Linked DNA regions of Ovis aries: region 2 is linked to region 1. A link is a contact called in public Hi-C data. All regions are on one chromosome and are shown on one strand. The core of a region is the stretch at or near the end of the contact, and the rest is flanking DNA. Distances in the headings are between cores, read along the strand shown. Region 1 holds the start of CFAP97 (cilia and flagella associated protein 97). Region 2 holds the start of ANKRD37 (ankyrin repeat domain 37).

Region 1 (6,040 bases), core at 1,341-3,840:
CATGTCCAACTCTGCAAACCCATGAACTGTAGCCCACCAGGCTCCTCTGTCCATGGAATTCTCCAGGCAAGAATACTGGAGTGGGTTGCCATTTCCTTCTCCAGAGGATCTTTCCAACCCAGGGATTGAACCCCGCTCTCCTGCATTGTAGGCAGATGCTTTACTGTCTGAGGTACTAGGGAAGCCCATTTGTATACTTCTTAAAGCCCCTGGATCTCCTTAAAGGTAGCCGTAGGATTAGAGAGAAAAACACTGTATTTGCCTTTGCCCACCTTGGGTAAAATTTTGTATAGGCATTAATAGGAATCAAAATACCTAGATATCATTATCGTTTCTTCTGCTGATTTACCACAAGAACATAACAGGTCTGTTAACCTAACTCTCTCTCTTGTAAACTTTCAAGCAGAGTGTAGTTTACAGAAAATATGGTTGTAAGTGGGGCCAAACTTCAAAAGGAGAAGTGAAAAAATTATAAAACACTTTAAAAACAAATAGACTGCTAAAGCTTAAAGGAAACATACTATAGCATTTGGAAGAGGAAAAGTAATCTGCGAACAAAATTTTAGGACATTGATATACAAATTACGCTTAGTGGGCCTCTTCAAGTAAAAATATTCATTTTGGGAAACTTTCAGGCAGAAGTGTCTTGTATTAAACTTCAAAGAGAAAGAGAATTACAAAGCAAAGTAGTATACACTGAATTAGCTGGTATCAAGACAAAGAATTGACAAGGGTAGATCCTCAAAAGAGGATAATTTCAACTTATCCAAGTTTCGACCTGAAATTTAGGGAAACAGAGTATGTCAGTTATCTACTGTCATATAACAAACTACCACCAAATAACCATCACTGGATATGCTTATGATTTTGCAGGTCAGTCAATGGTCTGGGGTCAGTTGGCTCAGTTCTCCTCTTCTTGTCTGAGTCACTAACGATGCTGTGATCTCCTGGTGCACAAGCTAGGACTACTCTGGCTATGGAGCCTCCATTAACAGGGCTTGTCTCTGTTCCCTGAGTTCTCATCCTTCCAGAGATTGCTTGGGTCTCTTCACATGACCAAGCCAGAGATGTGATATACAAGTTCTTTTTAAGCTTTTGCTTGTGTTACATTTGTTAACATCCCATTGGCCAAAGCAAATCATATTGGCCCAGCCAGGAATTAAATGAGAGGGGGCCTACATACACGTGTGCTCAGCTTTGTCTGTCTTTGGAACCAATGAATTACATCTCTCCATGTTTAAATCCATGTGAAGGTCCCCTCCCAGGTGGTGCAGCAGTAAAGAATCTGCTTCCAATGCAGGAGACTCAGGTGCAGTCCCTGGGTGGGGAAGACTCCCTGGAGGAGGGCATTGCAACCCACTCCAGTATTCCTGTCTGGAGAATCCCACGGTCAGGGGAGGTTCACGGGCTACAGTCCACAGGGTTGCAAAGAATCCAGGAGGACTGAAGTGACTGGGCATGCACAATATGGCTTACCAGGTGTTCCTTTCTCTACACTTTCATGAAAAAAATATTGGGTACCTATTGTATTAATTTCCTGTTGCTGCTATAACAAATTACTACAAACTTAGTGGTTTAAAACATGACTTTATCTTACCGTTCTGCAGGTCAAAAGTAAAATTAAGGTGTGACCCGGGCTGCTTTTCTTCTGGAAGCTTCAAGGGGAGAATCCTTTTTCTTCCCTTTGTCAGTTTCCAGTGCATGACAAGTTGCCTCAGTGGTGTGGGACTCTTGGCAACCCTATGGACTGTAGCCCACCAGGCTCCTCTGTCCATGGGGAATCTCCAGCTTCTATCAGATATACAGCAGGGTATTAACTGTAGTCACCACGGTGTATATTACAAGCTCTTGCTTCCATGGCCATGTTTTGTTTTTATTACTGACTTCAAATCTCCTGTCTCCCCTCCTATAAAGACACTTGGGATTACATTGAGCTCACCTGGGATAACCTAGGTTGATGTTCTCATCTGAAGATCCTTAATCACAGCACAGGTTTGAGATTAGCAGGCCGGCATCTGTGGGGTGCCACTGCTCTGTCGCACCTACTATGTGCTTGCGAGTTGAAACAAAAAAGGGCTGCATTCAATACAGTGGACGGAGATCATTTTTCCCAGATTGTTTGAACTACCCATCTCATTTACCAGCAGTCAGAGGACTTTCTCACGTGTTTACCAGCCCCTGGCCCACAGGGCTGTTTAAACCGAACTTTGCTGATATAAGCATATTTATATCAGCTGCCTCCATATTTATTATTACTCTTGCTGTTTGGGTACATCACAAGACCATCAAAGCGGCTTTCCTCGTCAGCAGCGGAGGCGGCAGCAGTTAACACCTGGGCGCTGCAGGACACAGCCGAGGGTCCGGAGGTCACTTTCTTCCCGCGTCCCTTTCCATCCGAGAGGGCGCCCGCTGGCCAGGCCCCGCGCGCCCGGGAGCGGGGCGGGCCCGCCGCGCTCTGTGACGCCCGCCTCGAGGAGCCTCGGCACCGCCCGGTTCCCGCGGGCCCAGCGGCGCGGGCCCAGGCGACCTCCTTTCCAGTTCCGCTCTCTCCGCCTCCGGAAGCTCCGGCGGCCGCTGGGGTCGCCTGGAGGGGCTTCGGGAGCGCGCGCGCGCGGGCGCACGCCCGGGACGCCGGCGGCGCGAGGAGGTTGCGGCTACGGCGCCCGGTGAGCTGCGCGCGGGCGACCCTTCCTCCGCGCCCCGCGCCCCGCGTTCGGGATCCGTTTCCCCTCTCCGAGGCCCAGGCCGCGGCGAGCGCACAGGGTCGGTATGCGGAAGGCGGACGGACCAGGCCGCCCCTCGCTCTCCCTGCCCCAGCCCTCCAGGCCCCGCCGCCTCTGCGGCCCGGGCAGACTTGTCGGTAGGCGGGTGTAACCCACACTGAGGCGTCCGGAGCCGGCGCGATCGCAGGGCCAGCGCCCCTCGTCGGCAGCGCTGGGATGGCCGGGCCTAACCTCGGGGCGCGTTCGCGGGTGGTGTGGGGTCGGGGTCGGCCGTGAATTAAGATGTGATCGCCCCCCACCCCGTCCCGGGAGATCCTGGCTCAGGTCTCCCCCGCCCACCTCCGCAGAACTTGACCCTGAACTCAGAGGAGGGAGGGTGATGTCAGTTATCCGCTACGTCGTGGCTTCCGGAGTGGGTAGTGTAAGGAACCTCAGATCCTGAAAGACAGGTGTTTCCTTTGGGCTGAGATTTTCGGGTATCCAGTAGGTTACCTTCTTTGGACCAAATCATATGTCTTAACTACAGAAACGTCATGTCCCAGTACCTAAAATGACAGTTAAAAATGCCGGATTCCTCTGTGTTGTTTTCCTGATGTAAGGAGAAAGCGTTGGTATTTGTATTGCTGGTTCTGCAAGGGCTCTACGAACCATGAGTGTCTAAATGAAAAGCAAAGATTACTTTACCAACAAATGTCCGTTTAGTCAAGGCTATGGTTTTTCCAGTGGTCATGTATGGATGTGAGAGTTGGACTGTGAAGAAAGCTGAGCGCCAAAGAATTGATGCTTTTGAACTCTGGTATTGGAAAAGACTCTTGAGAGTCCCTTGGACTGCAAGGAGATCCAACCAGTCCATTCTAAAGGAGATCAGCCCTGGGTGTTCTTTGGAAGGAATGATGCTAAAGCTGAAACTCCAGTACTTTGGCCACCTCATGCGAAGAGTTGACTCGTTGGAAAAGACTCTGATGCTGAGAGGGATTGGGGGCAGGAGGAAAAGGGGACGACAGAGGATGAGGTGGCTGGATGGCATCAGCGACTCGATGGACGTGAGTTTGAGTGAACTCTGGGAGTTGGTGATGGACAGGGAGGCCTGGCATGCTGCGATTCATGGGGTGGCTAAAAGTCAGACACGACTGAGCGGCTGAACTGAACTGAACTGAACTAACTCCTGGGCAGCTTTGGCAAGTACTTGTTCTTATTGAGTATCAGCAGGGTTATTGCAGTCTAATGAACTGTCATTTGATTTTTACGCTTTCCCAATATGTTGTAAAGAGAAACTTTACTATCTTATTAAGTCCATGTTTTTATTACTCTTTAATGTAAATTGAATCTCACTAACTGAAGTGATGGTTATCAAAAGGACTGCTTAGTGGTTGGGACAGTTAGATATTTTTTCTGTTCATTTAAGTCACCTGAATGCTTCAGTTCAGTTGCTCAGTCATATGCCAACTCTTTGCAGCCCCATGGCCTGCAGCACATCAAGCCTCCCTGTCCATCACCAACTCCCCGAGCTTACTCAAACTCATGTCCATCGAGTTGCTGATGCCATCCAACCATCTCATCCTCTGTCGTCCCCTTCTCCTCCTGCCTTCAATCTTTCCCAGCATCAAGGTCTTTTCTAAGGAGTCAGTTCTTCGCATTACGTGGCCAAAGAATTGGAGTTTCAGCTTAAGCATCAGTCCTTCCAATGAATATTCAGGACTGATTTCCTTTAGGATGGACTGGTTGGATCTCCTTGCAGTCCAAGGGACTCCCAAGAGTCTTCTCCAACTCCACAGTTCAAAAGCATCAATTTTTTGGCACTCAGCTTTCTTTATAGTCCATCTCTCACATCCATACATGACTACTGGAAAAACCTGAACGTTTAAATCTTTACAATAACCCATCTGTTGGATGTTAGGAACCTAAATCTATAAACCTGAAAAGCCTCTCAGACACTCATCTCCACACCCCTTCTCATGAACTGTGACCATGTAGGGAGACAGATGCTTACAGTTGTTGGGGACTACAGGGACCTTGTGGGGCTTCCCTGGTGGCTCAGATGGTAAAGAATCCACCTGCAATGCAGGATACCTGAGTTTGATCCTTGGGTTGGGAAGATCCCCTGCAGAAGGGAACGTCTACCCACTCTAGTATTCTTGCCTGGAGAATTCCATGGACAGAGGAGCCTAACAGACTTCCGTCCGAGGGGTCGCAAAGAGTCAGACATGACTGAGTGACTTTCACACTCACAGGGATCTTGTAAATGCAGATAAGGGGATAGTTGCTTCTAGTGTGTGGGGTAGGAAGGGAATGAAGGACAGCTATGGAAAACTATCCAGGAAAAAAACTCAGGTGAAAGAGGTGATTTTTCAGCTTACATAGCTGGCTGTGCTCAATCGTGTCCAACTTTGCAACCCCATGGACTGTAGCCTACCAGGCTTCTCGCTCCATGGAATTTTCCAGACAAAAATACTGGAGCAGGTTGCCATTTCCTCCTCTAAGGGGATCTTCCCAACCCAGGGATTGAACCCATGTCTCCAGTGTCCCCTGCATTGGTAGGCATATTCTTTACTACTGCGCCACCTGGAAAGCCCTACATAGCTGGCTCAATCTTAAATCTCCTAACTCCAAACTCCTTCATCAGATAAACATTCTTTGAATATCTAGTATTTTTTAGGTTTGACTTTAGGTGCTAGGATATAAAGATGAGCAAGGTACCAGGAGTTCCCAGTTTGGTAAGAAGACAGGGAAGGCAGGAAACAGCTATGAAAAATGGATTTCACAGAAGTATCTGTACTCATTTGGCTTAGGGATAGACTTTGGGATTTAGACCTAGCTCATGTTAGGGTTGCGAAAGGTCATATCCTCCAGACACACAAATTCCCTCTGCAGCACCCCAGCAAATAGCCATCTCGTCTTTGCTCCAGCGATACTAGTGACTTGTGGCTAGATGACTTATGGCTCATAATCCTTGAAGGGAGCTCATTCCATTTTTGAGCGATTCTAATGTTAAACTCAGAACAGCTTTCTTATGCATTCTATTTGTTGATGCAAGTTCTGCCTCTGGAGCTGCAAATAATAGCTCTCAAGTCTGTTTCATATCACTACTCTTCAAGTATCTGAACACACCCTTTCCCTTAGTTATTTATTTCTGTGACCCCTTGGTTGGTAAACCATTAATCATAACTCAGGTTCTAGACTCTTTGCCATAGCACTCAAAGCTAAGTGCTTCATCCAAAAGGTGGTTTGACCAAACAGAATATGATACAGGTTGTACAGTGCTACCCCAGGTTTGTCACCCTCCTTGCCAGAAATACCTGGGAAAATGTTTACTGTCT
Region 2 (5,777 bases), core at 1,320-3,819, 130 kb before region 1:
AAGAAGTTAAGAGACAAAGCATGCACAACTGGAACATTATAGGCATGTAAATACATGTATTCTTGAACGTTATCTTCGCTTAGAAGAAAGGTTTCCTCCTTCTTAGAAGGAGTTTAGACACACTTGATGAGCCTGAAGCCACAGCTTTTAGCTGAGCGGTAAACCTGCATGAAGTGAAGACCTTCTCCACACCTCTTCATGACCAATACATCTGTTGTTGAAAAACATATTAACATTAAAACTTTTTTTTAAAAAAGGTTTCCTCCCCAGTCTTCCACCATGCAGGACAATTTTTGGTCTCTAAAGTCAAGTAGTAGTTACTACATCCAGTATTAAAATGTGTTAATGAGAATGAAAAGATATATAAAACATAAGACTGGCAATATTTAAATGAAACAATAAATTCTGTTTTAAATAAGAAATCCTTCAGTGAGGAAGAACGAAGAAACTGAATTACTTACCAACACTTCCTTTTCCCACTTATATTTTCCTCACTTCCCAAACTTCGTTTCTGTGTGAGCACTTGAACACAATGATCTTTATTGGGGTGTTCCCTTGATTTTATTGTCTGCATACATTTAATTGTTGTAAGAAACTTGGCACATTCTGGAAATCCACATGACCAAGCAAGATCTTCAGCTGTTTGCCCATTCTTATTACATAAACTAAGACCAAAAAAAAAAAAAAAAAAAGTGTTCAAGTAAAAGTTGACAGTTGTTTAGCCTTTTTAAAATATATTTATAACAAAGGTGCTTTGGGCTCATACAAATGTTGGTTGCAGAATAAAAGAGGTAAAGGAAGCACAGAGGAATTCCATGTTTGCTCACTATTTGTCCTTACTTGGCACAGAGGACAGCACAGAATGGGCACTTCATTTCTGCACAAATAAGTATTCTGTTTTCAATACAATGAGTGAGTACACAAAGGAAGTCAGTGAGAACATCTACAGAATGGATTTTTTAAAACTAAGATGTAATACTGCCATGACATATGAAAAGAACTGCACCTCTGATTGCTTAGGATCCATTTTTTAATTTACTTGAGTAGTATCAGGTAATCATTAACAGCCCAAGTTAACATTTAAATGGTTCCACTACATTATCAGTTAGGCAAGCATCATGTAATTGAGCTGCAGGAGTCTGATTAACCCAAGAAAATATAACACTTGAAGTCACTGATTCCATACTCACTCAACTTGGGCATCACTGGCTACAAGCAGGCTGAGGCATTCCATGCTTCCAACTCTTGCTGCCTTGTGTAGTGGAGCTTCTCCAAAAACATCCTTACAGACAAGACAGCATATTTTAGTCTCCCCAAAACACTCTTGTGGAAGTTGATGAGTGAGGTTTATTGCTTGAGGAAGCTATTTGAGGAAGTAGGGTTAGAACTGCATTGTACTGGACTGAATCTTTTAATTCTTCTTTAAAATAAAGTTCACTTGGTGCCCTATTAAATACAGAATTGTCACTAATAAAAGCATGTGCAGTCATAGCTACATACATTAAATTTTAAGTGATTAAAAGCAAAATAGAATCCTACAGAAGTAAAAATTACAATTTAAAATTTAACATTCAATGGAAGATGCAAACTACCCTAAGTTCTATAAGGAATTATATTGATTGTGAGCATGTCTTATAAGTTGTGCTACCTTGAGACTTAATTTTGTAATTGAGCAGTTCCTTTGGAAATGAATGGTAGACCCTGGAAATGTCCGATGTAGTAGCCAGCAGCCATCTATCCGGCTAATGAGCACCTAAAATGTGGCTAGTCCGAACTGAAATGTGCTGTCAATGTAAAATACACGGAGGGTGAGAAGGCATGTCCTATATATATATCAGTTATGTTTTATATTGATTACACATGAAATGATAATATTTTTGATTAATTGGGTCAGTTTACTAAATGTTTCGCTTCATTAATGTGGTTACTGGAAAACTGTAAAGTTACATAGTGTCTCACACTTCTGTGGGCATCGCTGTACTAATGTTTCTAACAACTGAAACGACAATATCTTGATGTCTAAGAAATGTTTGTGTGGATTTGGGGTGAAGGGGAGGGTTGCACACGGCAACAATCAGTTACCTAGTTACCTGCTGGTTGAGGTCAGCGCCCGTCTGCAGCTGCCAGAGAAGAAAGCAAGCAAGGCCACCACCTGCAGCCAAGTGGACAGGCGACTGCTCGCAGGAATCCGGGGGTGCGTTAACGGAGGCCCCGGTCTCCAGCAGATGCTTCAGACTATCCACCTGCGAGAAAAGAACAGCTCCAGCACCCCTTCTCGCTTTTGTCCAGGCTCCTGCCCTCCGGGGATTGAAATCCTCCGCTACTCCAAAAACCCTCCAACTCTGAAGAGGCTTGACTTGGCAGCGCCAAGTGGTCAGTACACCCTCACCCTATCTAGCCCTCTCTAGAAGACAGACATCTGGACGCTTAAGCCTGCCGGACAAAAGAAGCCTGAGTCTCACCTCTGGGTTGCAATCGAGCAGCAGCATCTCCCGCCTAAAGTAGAGGACAGGCGTCCTTGGGAGAGCTGAGCAGTGCGGCGCTCGCTGCAGACGGACAAGTTAAGAGTGGACAGGCAGCCCGAGAGCCGGAGAATTTAAAAGATCACCAGAGCCAGGGAGCCAGCCCCTCCCCGCCGTGCCCCAGCTGCGGCTCGGCCTGAGCAGCCCAACCCTAGGCTCTCAGCCTTTCTCCGCCCAGCAGTAGCCGCACGTACACAAACAGTAGCACGTGTAACCTGGAGCCCAGGGAGGTTGGCTGGGGCAGGGTTGAGGAGGAGGCAGCGAGGATGCGCCAGCTGATTGGCCAAGAGGAGGTGTCAGGCCCGCCCACCTTGGGGCGGAGCCCTAAGGCCGTTCCCTCCCAGGCCTCGTTACGCGTGCGCCATGAAGGACCGGAGTCAGAAATGCTGGGTTTCACCCGCCGCCATGAGGCGCTCAGAGTTCGGCACGTCTCACGCTGCTTGTGCCTAGCTCATTAGTCCCTCTGGGGAAGCGGAAGTCGCGGGTGGAGGTTTTGGTTTCTGCTAGCTCGCACGTAACCAGGAAATGAGGGAGCTACCAGGATCTTGATCTTGGGCGGCAACGCAACCTTTAGAAGCTGCTACTGCGCTTGGTGCTGGACCCCCGCGGCCCCAGCCTCTAGCTCCTGAGGAAAGAAAGCTCTTTCTGAGTCATCGTGTTCAAAGCCGCCCCAGACTTGCCTCTGTCCCTCAGGCCCTGGACATTTAGGAAAGCTAGAGCGGGTGGTGGTGGAGGGGCGGTTAACGTGAGCCAAGGGGCTAGGTTTTCCCACAGGACTGCTTCACCCACACCCCAAAATGACACCATGCCCTTTCCGGGAGTGACGTAAAGTGAGCCTGCCATTGTAATGTGGCCCCTCATAGACAGGTCAGGTACAGTACTGGACTTGTGGCCTGGGGAAATGGTGGTGCCAGCTCTTAGCCCTGAGCTCCCTGAGCCTGGAGCCCCGCACTCAGGCCATGGATGTTTATGACCACTGGGGCTCTTCCCCGTGGGCAGGGCTGACCGTACCTGAGAAAATTGTAGAAACAAGACATCCTGACTTCAAAGCCATAGCCATTGACTGTGTATTTTTATGTCTGGACAGTTCCCAAGCACTTTTTTTTTCTTCCCCAGGTTAAGCTAGCTAAAAGCTAAAGTTCCAACCATGTATTTATTTTCCCTGTTATCTTAATCTGTTCCCCTCTATGTGCTGGTACCTTTTGAGGGCAAGACTGAGTTTATTCTGTTTTTGGAGAACAAGCTCAGTGTCCTCTGAAGATAGATGGGTGGCCTTTTTGTTCTAATTTTGGTTACAGATTCTTGTTTATTTTGTAATAGCCATAAACTAATTTTGCAGTAATTTATATTACCAGATTTATGCAGTTGATCCAAGGTGTCGACTTAGAGAAAAATGTGCAGCATGAGAGGTGTGAGTTAAAGTTTATTCAGGGTTTTACTGAGGACTGTAGACCCAGAGACAGCCTTCAGATAGCGCTGAGGAACTACGCCAAAGAGGTGGGAGTGGGGAAGCTAGTTTATATGTGATTTTTTTGATGTTAGGGAGTACCTACAGTCAACATGTATCTTGGTAAAAGATCTCTGCTAATTACAAAGAACAAATATTCCAAGTTAATGATTATAGTACTTTTCTATGTATGGGAAGCAGAGTTCATTAAAATTCTTCAGGAAATGCATTTAACTAAGGGCCTGGTTGTCCAAAGCACACAGCATCCCCTTTTCATCTTTTACTTCCTCTGTCTGAAGCACTGAGTGCACCTCCTGTTATCACCTTAGTCTCTTCATCTGAAGTATTCAGTGCCTTGCTGCCTAAAAGACTTGGTGAGCAAAATTCTCTTTTCTTTTGTTTGCAAAGGGGTAGTTTTAAACATCTTTGTTTATATGTGTACTTAAGCATACACACACACACACACACACACACACTTATATTCAAACATGTATAGAATCATGCTTGTGTTCTTTTTTTAAATTTAAACTATTCACAGTACTTTTTGTGCTGTTTAAAGACTGTCAGAGATATATGAGAACACATGTCCATATTGCCAGTTTTCCTTTTCTCGTGTTTTTCATCTAGATAAGCACTATTTTTCAAAGCATATAATTAAGCTTCAAGTTTGCACGATGTTCATTTTCAAGAATTCCTAACTAATACAAGGTGTCATCAAAGAAGTTCTTAGAGTTCTAAAACATACATTTTGCAGTTAACATATGAAATGGAATATTTGTGTGATACATGCACCTCCACATTACATCCTTTTTCTTGAAAACAAGATTCTGTTCAGCATGCATTAAATCTGGTACTTATTGTTAACTTCCTGTGACATATTTAAATTTCACAAGGAAAGGGAATTTTGTGAGTAGTTTTTAAATCTTTTGTCCCTTTAATCACTGCATACTTGTCCATCGCTCATAATGTTTCCAGACAACTCTTTATGTCTCAGCTATGTCTCAGCTAAGTATCTGATTTACTCTGAGAAATGGGCCTAAAAGCTTTCTGAAAACTGAATAGAGCTGGTGGAGTACAGAAGTATACAGAATAAATACATTCGGAGAACAATATCGTTTTTCTTTTGTTTTTCTTTTTTGTTGTTTTTTTTCTTTATTTTTAAATTTTTATTAGAGTATAGTTGATTCACAATATTGTGTTAGTCTCAGGTATACAGCAAAGTAAATCAGTTATACATATACAGATATCCACTCTTTGTTTCTTTTTCCACATGGGCTATTAAAGAGTATTGAGTAGAGTTCCCTGTTCTATGTAGTAGGTTCTTTATTATCTATTTTATATAGAGTAGTGTGTGTATACTACAAGCCCCATCTCCCAATTTATCCCTTCCTCACTTATCCCTTGGTAACCATAAGTCTGTTTTCTAAATCTGTTACTCTACTTCTGTTTTGTCAATTAAGTTCATTTATACCTTTGTGTGTGTGTGTGTGTGTGTGTGTGTGTGTGTGTGTGTGTGTGTGTGTGTGTGTGTGACTAGGGGACAGTATCTTACTGGCAAGGGACTGGAGATTTTACAGAACATATAGCAGGTGGGATCAATTTTCTAAAGTGGTAGATGGTCTAAGAAACATATGGAGTAGTCACTCTTCTAAGCATCACCAATTCTACTTATGTGTAGTTTGCTGGTAGTTGTGTTTCCAGAAGGGTGTCATTTAGAGTGAGTTTAAAAAAAAAAAAAAGGTTGAATGATGACTAAGTGACCAAATGAGTGAAAGATGTGTGGACTAAGACTTGAAGGGTAAGAGTTT

What was found. Hi-C and Micro-C count contacts between places; a contact is called where the count stands out from the background.
Region 2: a Hi-C map of hypothalamus shows a contact between it and region 1, with 2.7 times the contacts expected there. The contact joins the promoter of ANKRD37 here to the promoter of CFAP97 in region 1. A contact is called at or near these places in 2 of 16 Hi-C or Micro-C datasets (blood and hypothalamus).

Annotation. Positions count from the first base shown.
Region 1 is chr26:14,707,955-14,713,994 of ARS-UI_Ramb_v3.0, reverse strand. It overlaps CFAP97 (cilia and flagella associated protein 97), which reads left to right and starts at 2,590. Exons shown (of 5, transcript XM_012105740.4): 1 at 2,590-2,666. It overlaps SNX25 (sorting nexin 25), which reads right to left and starts at 2,595. Exons shown (of 19, transcript XM_060407059.1): 1 at 1,940-2,595.
Region 2 is chr26:14,838,351-14,844,127 of ARS-UI_Ramb_v3.0, reverse strand. It overlaps ANKRD37 (ankyrin repeat domain 37), which reads right to left and starts at 2,569. Exons shown (of 5, transcript XM_042241508.1): 1 at 2,463-2,569; 2 at 2,091-2,243; 3 at 1,191-1,363; 4 at 462-665. The coding sequence starts at 2,489.